Regions from separate parts of the Ovis aries genome. Here all the other regions are linked to region 1. The links are chromatin contacts, called in public Hi-C maps. All regions are on one chromosome and are shown on one strand. Each heading gives the region's core, a stretch centred on a gene start, on an enhancer-like site or on the middle of the called end of the contact. The rest is flanking DNA. Distances are from core to core; before and after follow the strand shown. Region 1 overlaps AUH (AU RNA binding methylglutaconyl-CoA hydratase). Region 2 has its middle 110 kb from the start of TRNAG-CCC. Region 3 has its middle 130 kb from the start of TRNAG-CCC.

Region 1 (3,515 bases), core at 535-3,034:
CCCCCCCGATATGGATTTTGTGGGGACAGAAAGCTCAGTGTGCTTAGCCCCCATTTATAACTGAGTTCCCTTCCTCGCTGCATACAGTGTGCTAAGGTGACTAACTAGCATGGAGGCCACAGGCTACCTGGGTCTGAGGATGTGACCTAGAGGGGTGGGGGTTAGAGCTGGGGACAGTTGCTGGCAGGACCTGAGGTGGCTCTTAGCAAACACCTGCGTTTGTGGACATGCTTTAACATAAGTTGTAGACACAAAAAGAGAAAATGCCTTTAGGGCAAGTTGTGGATGGACAAGGAGGAAATGCTTTAAGGTGATTTGGGGGCATCATGGGGGATGGATGACCAGTTGAGTCAAGGTTGGCCCTCAGGGGCTGCTGCGATTTTTCTGGCCGGAATAGCAGCCCTCCCTTCAGTTGGAGAGGCCTCCACCCCCCCACTTGGGCCTTCCCTGGAGGCTCAGGCGGTAAAGAATCTGCCTGCAATGCAGGAGATCCAGGTTTGATCCCCGGGTTAGGAATATCCTCTGGAGAAGGAAATGGCAACCCACTCCAGTATTCTCGCCTGGAGAATTCCATGGACAGAGGAGCCTGGCGGGCTACAGCCGATGGGGTCACAAAGAATTGGACGTGGTTGAGCGACTTAACACTTTCACTTTCTTTCACATCCCCCACTTATAATGTCCACTGCTGTGGCCACAAAGGGGACATGTGATCTACAAGGCCCACCAGAGGCCACTCCTGGGAGATTCTGAGTTAGACCTGAATGAAGAGAGTCCCCCTTCTTCCTTAGTGGTCAGGCAGGCAGCGTGGAGCTGAGACCAGCCAGAGGATGAAGCCATATGCCAGAGGACACATGACAAGAAGTGAAGACTGTCCTGAAGCCCTGAGACCCTGGTTCCCCTGTCTGTCCAAGTTCCATGCTGAGAATCATGAAACTCCTTTGTGCCTAAGCCACTTTAGTTGATTTCCTCACATTCATATCAAAGAGTCCTTATCCCCAAGCATGTCACACTGTACTCAATGAAGATTTAAAAATCTTTAACAAGATGCAAAATTTTAATTTACTATTTAATCATGTGAAATTAATAACAAGCATCATATTAACTTATCTGTCATGTTGGGGGATATGAGAGACATAGCTTTGTGGCCCCAAAATGTTAAATAATAGCAACTGTATATTCACACTACTATGTATAAAATGATAAACAGAACCTACTGCATAGCACAGAGAATGGTGCTCAATACTCTGTACTCTGTAATAACCTAAATGGGAAAAGAACTTGAGAAATAATAGATACAAAAATATGTGTTACTGAATCACTTCGCTGTACACCTGAAACTAACACAACATTGTTAATCAACTATAATATAAAAAATAAAGAAAAAAAAACTGTATATTCAGTTTTGAGCTCATAAGATGGAGCATTGCAAAAATAGATCTGATGTTTTTCATAGCAAATTAGAATACAAAAGGCAAAACTAAAACAAAATAGAAGTGTTTATGCATGAACCAAGCTCATGAAACCCCCTTCTCTGGACAAAATTCCCAAATAGGTTTCTCTGTTTCACTCAGTAGCTTTAAAGCAGTTGTTAATCACAGACCCATTAAGAAGCCAAAACACATTCGGTTATTTCTGAAGCACGTGATTTTGGAACTCTGTTTGAATCTTCCATAGTGGCGTGATGAGAGTTATGTCACAAAGTTAATCATTCCCAGTATGCTTGTATTCAGGGTAATGAAAAACTTGTGCAAGCAGCCATGAATCAGTGAGCGGCACATTGCATAATGGGTTTTGAAGCACGTGTCGGGGATCCAAGCCCACGTCTGCACAATGCAGGCCAGTTTGTGCCTCCTATTGACCTTTCCTGAAGCAGAACTGGAACCATGTGATGCATCCTTCCTGCCAACAGTCACTTATTGCCAATAATTAAGTTGGATGATATGGTGAAATAGACATTTTGGTTCCTTTGGAGTTCTAAAAAGAAGACTCTTTGAAGTCCCTGGTTTCTGGCACAGAGCTGTGGCTGGCTGGGATGTGTTACACTTGGTCATTACAAAAACTATCCATTAAAATGAAAATCAAATATTTTGCTCAAATAGTTCCTGGCATTTGTGTTGGAAACAATAGACATAGCCCCACTGTAAGATTATTTTATACATAAGAAAGGTAAAAGCTCAAAGATGCTAGGAGCCAAATCATACGTGTAATACATCAAATCTCAATCCATCATGTTTGATGTTCTTGAGCAATACTGTTAGCGAGAAACTATTACTTAATCTTGCCAGTATTATCCAAAGAGAACACTTGCGAAATAGGACAAACATGCTGTAATTACTACATGAATAAAGAGTCTGTGTAGCATAAACTGTTTCTGTAACATCAACACAGACTCTAGTGAAGCACACCAGTAATTAGCCATGTTAACAATGGCCAATATGTTTGAGGAGCTGTGAGAATTAACAGTGCCAGTAGAGGTGTAAGGACTCTGAAAAACTACCTGTTGTTTTCAACGACACTGTAACTAAAAAATTCTTCTGAAACTTAACCCAGGGACAATTATACATTCTAGGTACCAACTGGAATATAGCTGGTTTCCCAGCAGATATTAGAAATAATCAAATCAGTAAGTGTTATTTTCATTATACTTTTTCTTGTAGGAAAATAACTCTTGGATTCTGTCATTAACAAACTCTTACTGTATTTGAAATCTTGCCCAAGATCTAACAAGGTCAAATTAATAAGCTGCTTTGTCATTACAGTCTTCATGTTCAACAATGGAACATGAATTTAACCACATAGAAGAAAAGTTTATATTTCTCCAAAAACATAAAACACTTATAAATGCTAGAATTGCAATAATTAACTCTTGACTTTTATTATTTGAACTCTGCATTTATGGATTGACTTGCTTTAATCTTCAGCTATCAGTTTAGCCACTGATGGATGAATGAATACAAATTCTCAGCAGACCAAGCCAACTCATGATAAGGAGGGGGCAGCCTCAGCTGGAGCAGAAAATATCTGTTTCCTGAGTCCATCTTCAGAGCATACAATTAAAAGACAACACAGCAATAAACCCTATCCTTTACTGACTGCAAATAAACTTTACATTTTGGCTGCAAATATTTGGGGCTGAAATAATAACAACAGTAAATACTATATTGGTGATAATTATTAATATATTCTTAATATTGATAGTTAATGATTAATATATTATTTTTATTCAACAAACATCAGTTTATTCAATAGACATAAATTCTGATGTACCAGAGGTCAGACAGCTACTCTGAATACCTTATTTATCAATAATATCGCTTGATACACACAGTTGCATTAGAATCAGCTGGATGAGTGACATCAGTGGGAATGGTACAATGAGAATCTCCAAAAATCTCCTCCTCTATGGAAGCAATAATTGTTAAAATTAAAGTTTACAGAACTTTGGAATTCAACCAAAGGCTTGTAACAATCCAAAGAACATTTAATCATGAAAGATGACTGAATCTCAATGAGAA
Region 2 (3,515 bases), core at 292-2,791, 160 kb before region 1:
TGAGCAGAGCTGGCCTGAACTGGCCTAAAGTAAGGAGATAAGGAGGCCAGCCCACTGGCTAAGAGCTCCAAGCTCTGGGGTATAACATTCAGCCCACTCTACAGTTTTTTGAGGATTTCATCCACTGCCAGCTTGGATGGAGTGTAAGAGGGTGCAATTTATCTGAAGGGCCACCACTTAAGTTGTTCCATTCTGCCCAGCCACAGGGCAGAGGCGACCTGATCCAGCCTGAAGGTCTGCTCACCTGGGCTGAATGTACAAGTGAAGACACCAAGGAAGTGTGTTCTGCTAAGGGGGCCTTTGTAAAATTCACACAAAGGAGCACAGCAGGTCAACAGGGTGCCAGAAAAGATGGCCCTTCATCCCATTAGGCACAGCTACCTTACAGGCATCACCTTCTTCAAGATGCTGCTCAGCCCCAAGGACAGTGCTTGTCCCACAAGGGAGAGTGAACATTTGACCCAGGTGCTACTAGTGGTAAGGAACCCACCTGCCAATGCAGGAGACATAAGAGACGCAGGTTTGATCCCTGGGTCGGGAAGATCCCCTGGAGGAGGGCATGGCAATCCACTCCAGTATTCTTGCCTGGAGAATTCCCATAGACAGAGGAGCCTGGAGGGCTACAGTCCATGGGGTCACAAAGAGTCAGACATAACTGAACTGACTTAGCACGCACAGCTGATGCTCTAGAAACGTGGCTAGGGCACTGTGCTTTTGAAAGGTGGTCCTACAGAGGGCGCAGCTTCCACTGAGCTTTGGCCACTCCTCATTATTCTCCTGGGCTCCTCTCTGTGCGCTCCCCACCAGCAGAGCCCCTCTCTGAGCAGCAGCGGCAGTAGCATCCTATTTGCTTCGTGCTCATCTCCCACGGAGGGACACTTGGGGGCAGTCATTCGACATTGCACACACTTGCAAGCCTCCTCCTGCCCAGGCTCCAGTTCACTCTGAGAACACAGCCTTTACTTGGTGACTCTAGGACATGCTGTGACAACTCGGAGTCTAATCCCCAAACAAGACCCCCTGTGATGCTGTTCACACTCAGCCACAGTGGTCCAGCCCCACCGGCCTGCAGACCCCTCACTCAGGTGGGATGAAAGAGCTAGACAGCTCCGCTCGCAGGACTCATAAATCACAGCCCCTCAGCAAACAGGAAGAAAGAGCAGATTCAGAGACATTTCATTTTAAGTGGATTTAAAGTAACACACCAACACACAGCTCTATTTCCTAGTCATTCTGCCTCTCATTCTCTTAATAACCCTGACATTCCTGTGGGAACACTTCATCTCAGTGAAGGAGGTATGTACAGTTTCTCTGTCATAAAATCATCAGATATTAAACAAATGAAGAGAGGGGCATAAAACAGACTGAAATTACAGCCTGGGTATGTTCTGCCAGAGTCCTCACTGGAGAACTGGACTTTGTCCTTTTCATCTTCATTACCCTCATGCTGGCATTTTAACTGATGGAAACAATACCACACAGCAGGATTGCGAGGACCTCAGGACCAAAACATTAATAAACAGGCATTATGCTTACGCATGGTAAGTTCCAGAAAGGGAGCCTGGTTAATGAGCAAAAGTTCAAAAGAAGCTGAGTGATGTAAGACGTACGATAATGACTCACATGTACGGCATTTGAGACGGACTTTCACAAACAAGGGGGTGGCCAGCAGACTCAGCAGGAGCAGCTAAGAAGTCCATCAGCCCAGCCCCGGTGGGAGTTCTTGGAAACCCCAGCAGAGGGGGAATTGCCACAGAATGAGGACCCAGGGCTTTCTTAAAAACACTATGACCCCCAACTTCTCTGTTACACTCTGCATTGCCCTGCATTTCTGAGTGACATGAAGCTAACTATTCACCACCATTGTGCACCTCTAAGTGATTGCAAGCCAAGGGCCCCCTTCAGAGGGGCAAACCCAGTTTTGTGAAAGAGAAACCAGCGTCCTACCGAAGCTTGACATAGCTTTCTTCATTGTTATGATGAAAACATCTTCAGATCCACACCCAAATGACAGCCCAGAAGGAAAGAATGTATGAGCGTGTTGTATGTGTGAGAGTGTATGTGTGTACGTGTGTGTCTGCAGGCACTTAGTCCAATAGACACACACCCACGGACTTCAGCGGGTTACAAAACGTCCTCTGTACTGAAGAATTTCAGACTGGTGGGATGATTCATTTAGGGGAATTGCTGAAAGCTCTAATACATAAGGAAAGGAGTGCATGCGTACATACATGTGCTGTCCGACGCTTACCAGCTGGTGTTCCAAGCGGGTGGAGTGCATTGCTTTCAGGTTCCATTGAAAAGAAACTGCAGAAAATTGTATCCGCATATAAGAATGCAATCAGACAGAGAATGTTGGAGGAAACACGAGCCAGAGAACCACTGTGATTCAGGAAGCAGACGGATTTACAGGAGTCTTTACAGTAGATTTCCTGCTTCCTCTGCCCCTTCTGTCTGCTGGAGTCTGTGTTCTCCCTGTCAGCGGGGATCCTCCTTCCTTCCGAGGACTCTGGGACTCCTGTGGTGATGGGGCGGGCACCAGCTCCTCTGACTTCCACGGGCTTCTCCTCTGTTAACTGTGTCGACTTGGGCAGATAATGACCAGCTCATGAGCCACCTGCAGGGTTGTGGTGAGCCTGAGACCAGGCACAACCAGGACAATGGAAGACCGGGACGCTCTCCACTTAGGAAGGTCCTTCCCCGAGGTGTGAGCTTGTGGGACCTTAATTCCCCGACCAGTGATCAAACTCGAGCTCCCTGACATGGAAGTGTGGAGTACTAATCACTGGATTGCCAGGGAAGTCCCTATACTATCGTATTTTTAAACAATTCAGGTAGTTTTATTCTGTTCCATGTGTGTATATTTTTGACAAAAGTGGGAGACTATATGTTGTTTTTGGAGAAGAAAATGGCAACCCACTCCAGTATTCTTGCCTGGAGAATCCCAGAGACAGTGGGCCCCCCGTCTATGGGGTCGCACAAAGTCGGACACGACTGAAGTGACTTAGCAGCAGCAGCAGCAGCATATCGATAGGACTGGACCAAGCCCACAAGGGCAACCATTGCTGGCACACACACTCACACTTACTCACACATTCCTACAAACACATACACACCCTCACACCACCGTGTGTGTGTGTGTGTGTGTATGTGTGTGTGTGTGTGTGTGTTTAGTTGCTCTGTCATATTCGGCTCTTTGCAACCTCACGAACTGTAGCCTTCCAGGCTCCTCTGTCCATAGGATTATCCAGGGAAAAATGCTGGAGTGAATTGCCATTTCCTTCTCCAGAGGATCTTTGAGACCCAGGGATCAAACTCACATCTCTTGCATCTCCTGCATTGGCAAGCACATTCTATACCACTGAGCCACCTGGGAATACACACTTACATACATACAAACGCTAATGCTTACATATATACTCACATGTGCACACACACATATACACCCTTTGAACACCACACACATTCTCATATGTACATGTTCACATACCTACTTGCACCTCACACACGTTGTT
Region 3 (3,515 bases), core at 602-3,101, 140 kb before region 1:
CTCCAAAGATAAAGTGGGCAAGGGATGCTCGGAGAATTTCAGGTTAACTTTTTATGAGTCTGTGGGCCGCTTACAAAAATAAAAATGAATTACTAAACATATAAAAACAATCTGTACTCCCAATAGCAATGAAAGAAATATAAATTTTAAAAGATGAGGTGGCGTTTCTCATCTCTGATCACCAAAGAGTAAAAAGTGGTAATATTTGAGGCTTTTCCAGGACAGAAAACAAGCTGGTGGGATGATAAAAATGTTATAAGCTTCTTAGGAAAAAACAGTTGGCAAAACCCAATAACTCCCTTTCTAAGGACATGCATTTTAAGTAAAAGTCATACCCTCATGTAGAGGGGCTATTATCATTGCCTGCCCACATCCTGCTCTCTTCTCCTTTGGGTTCATAGAAGGTTACAAATCACCTCCTTGGCAGGCAGGCTCGGCCCTGGGACTGACTCAGGCCAAAGGCCATGAGTGGAAGTGGTGAGTTTCACATCCTGCCCAGCGCAGTGGCGCAGTAAGAGCTGTCTGTTCACTCGGAGCTCTCCTGAAGCAAACTCTGGAAGGCGACTTATAATGCTGGTGCTTCTTTTGCCTCCAGGACTGAGTGACTGCTTTGCTCTGTTAAACCACCAAGATCTTGAGCTTGCTTATTATCAGCTCAAGCCTACATGGTCCTGACAAATACACAAAAGCTTATATCAAATGAGATTCCTTGTAACATGACATGAAATAGTGTAATTTTTACAACCACCTAAATGTCTAAAAATACATAGAGAACAGACTTCTGGTTGCCAAGGGGCAGGGGGCATGGGAGATGGGTGGATTAGGAGTATGGGATCAGCAGATGCAAACTATTATGTAGAGAATAGATAAACAGCAAGGTCCTAGCATATAGCACATGAAACTATATTCAATGCCTTGAGATAAACTATAATGGAAAAGATTATGAAAAGAATGTGTGTATATTCACACACATTCTTTTCACATACACACACACACACACACATATGAATATTTAACTGAGTCACTTTGCTATACAGGAAAAATTAATACAACATTGTAAATCAACTATACTTCAATAAAGTAATTTTTTTAAGTATGGAAGATAGACAAATAAATGATGGCCAGTGGCATAGTATAATACTATAACAAATACTTTACAACAAATAAAACTGACACGCTGAGGGTCTCTCAGAGCCATGGGAACAGCCTCACAAAAAACATTGAGGGAAAAAGGCAGATTATTAAGCTGTTCATACAGTATGATGACATTTTGGTTTCAAACTATTGATATAAACCCAGAGGGAAAAATAAAGCACAAACATCACAATGTTAATAGTGATCACAATAGTGAAATAACACAAAATTAATGATCTGAAACCTAAAGTTGGCCATCGGGGAGTTTATAAGAAGGAGCATGAAGAGTAAGCTGAAAGATGTTATTTTATATAATACAGAAAAAACAGGCAAGGACTGCTTTCCAAAACCACAAGAGCAGCAAGTGGGAATAAGTAATAACTGGTTATAGGAAGGTTGTTTTATTGAGCAAGCGGACCCATGACTTGTGAAATCATTTTATGGGGCATAGTGCCAACTTATCCCTTTATTTTCTTTGGTTTTCACTGTCACTTATCCAAATCTCAGGCTGCAGGCTGGCTGGGCATAGTGGAGGGAGAGAAACAGAGGCAAAGTGACTATTTAAACATGCAAGTGAGTGTCAGAAGTATCCTCAAAGCTGCTAAGTTAAAATCAAGTCTTTGGTTATTAATATATGTGCCATATAACTGCATGGACAACTTGGTTTCATTATCCCTAGAGGTTTGAAAAATACTCTAAACTTTGTTCAGGAACATGGTGTACTTACAGAAACACACGAATGTTCTGGTATTACTAGGGCCCATTCCAGGAATGGCAGGGGGGTGACAGAGAACTAGAGCCTCGTGTTTTTAGAAACAGCCATCAGGCTGATCAGAGAACACTCCTGGGTCTCAGCAATAAATTCAGAGTTCTGACCATTCCAGCTGTTTCCCTGTCTGGGGATGTCCCTCTGCCTGTGAAGGGACTCTCTCATCTTTGTGGGTTTTCCCAGAGGTGACCACAGAGGAAGTTTATTTCTCAGTACAGTTCAGGCTGGAATGGCTCCCACATAAATGCCGATAAACCTTTTTTTGGAGCCTAAAAGTGCTGTTGTGGGATGTCCACAGCTCCTGAATGTCACCAGCTGGGAAATTACTACTGTTCTCTTGCCTGAGTGACAATTTATATATTCACTGTGAGTGCAAAGCAATGACAATGATTACAAAGTTTTACAGGACAACTCTGGGCTTCCCTGGTAGCTCAGCAGTTAAAAATCTGCCTGCAGTGCAGGAGACCTCTGTCTGATTCCTGGGTTAGGAAGATCTGCTGGAGAAGGAATAGGCTACCCACTCCAGTATTCTTGAGCTTCTCTGGTGGCTCAGCTGGTAAACAATCTGCCTGCAATGTGGGAGACCTGGAGTCAATCTCTGGGTTGGGAAGATCCCCTGGAAAAGTGAACGCCTACCCACTCCAGTATTCTGGCCTGGAGAATTCCATGGACTGTATAGTCTGTGGAGTCAAAAAGAGTCAGACACAACTGAGTGACTTTCACTTCATTTCACAGGACAACTCCAGGGTGTATTTAAGAGAGGAGTTGGCAGAGGGGATTAAGAAGTGTTAGGGGCAGAGAATTCGAGGTGAAATTATTACTAGGCTCAGGCAGGATGTAGGAAACAGATAATTTGGAGCATCTGTTGTTCATTATTCACTTGGTAAACTTTCATTTAACATTTACTATGTGCCAGGCCTTGTTCCAGCCGGTGAGGACAAACATGGACCTGTAGGCATAAGCTGAAGCTCCAATATTTGGCCACCTGATGCCAAGAGCCAACTCACTGGAAAAAAACCCTGATGCTGGGAAAATTGAGGGCAGGAGAAGAAGGGGGCAACAGAGGATGAGATGGTTGGATAGCATCACCAACTGGACAGACATGAATTTGAGCAAACTCCAGGAGATAGTGAAGGACAGAAAAGCCTGGTGTGCTGAAGTTCATGGGATCGCAAAGAGTCAGACACAACTTAGTGACTGAAAACCAACATTATAGTCATAAAGTTTACCATCTAATGGAGGAAACAGATGTTTATAAACAAATAAATATAAAAAGAGTAGCAGAAGACTTGTCAGAAAAATAATCTCCGAGCTAAGCCTCCAATACAAACAAACAGAAGTCCAAGCAAGGGCATGGGACTGAGCAAAATCTGTCCCTGGCTTCTGGAAAGAGTTGATGGGTGTGGACAAGTTCTTGGGAAATGAATAGTAAATACTGAATTATCCCTTCAGTGTTCAGGGGAACACTTCAGGCCTTTACCTCAGAATCTCAAATTTCTTGAACCAAACCTTGGAAGAAGGCTTGAAGGAAGCCATATAGGCATTGAAGTTGTCAAGTAATTCTTCTAAGAGTAATTTAGTGACATCTTCAACCAAGTCTGTTGGTTAGGCT

The links. A called contact is a pair of places that touch in the nucleus more often than the background predicts.
Region 2: a Hi-C map of liver shows a contact between it and region 1, with 4 times the contacts expected there. The contact joins two enhancer-like sites. A contact is called at or near these places in 4 of 16 Hi-C or Micro-C datasets (liver, muscle, skin fibroblasts and 1 more).
Region 3: a Hi-C map of liver shows a contact between it and region 1, with 3 times the contacts expected there. The contact joins two enhancer-like sites. A contact is called at or near these places in 3 of 16 Hi-C or Micro-C datasets (liver, muscle and tail adipose tissue).

The regions. Positions count from the first base shown.
Region 1 is chr2:26,205,392-26,208,906 of ARS-UI_Ramb_v3.0, forward strand. It overlaps AUH (AU RNA binding methylglutaconyl-CoA hydratase), which reads right to left. Exons shown (of 10, transcript XM_042242981.2): 10 at 1,036-3,515. Among named protein-coding and RNA genes, the nearest start is that of AUH, 200 kb to the right of the region's middle. Within about 2 kb of position 1,785, at least 18 of the 54 cell types and tissues checked have an H3K27ac peak or open chromatin away from gene starts, as enhancers often do. A contact at or near this core is called in liver and tail adipose tissue, where this site is marked.
Region 2 is chr2:26,045,085-26,048,599 of ARS-UI_Ramb_v3.0, forward strand. No RefSeq gene overlaps it. Among named protein-coding and RNA genes, the nearest start is that of TRNAG-CCC, 110 kb to the left of the region's middle. Within about 2 kb of position 1,542, at least 36 of the 54 cell types and tissues checked have an H3K27ac peak or open chromatin away from gene starts, as enhancers often do. A contact at or near this core is called in liver and tail adipose tissue, where this site is marked.
Region 3 is chr2:26,064,495-26,068,009 of ARS-UI_Ramb_v3.0, forward strand. No RefSeq gene overlaps it. Among named protein-coding and RNA genes, the nearest start is that of TRNAG-CCC, 130 kb to the left of the region's middle. Within about 2 kb of position 1,852, at least 13 of the 54 cell types and tissues checked have an H3K27ac peak or open chromatin away from gene starts, as enhancers often do. A contact at or near this core is called in liver and tail adipose tissue, where this site is marked.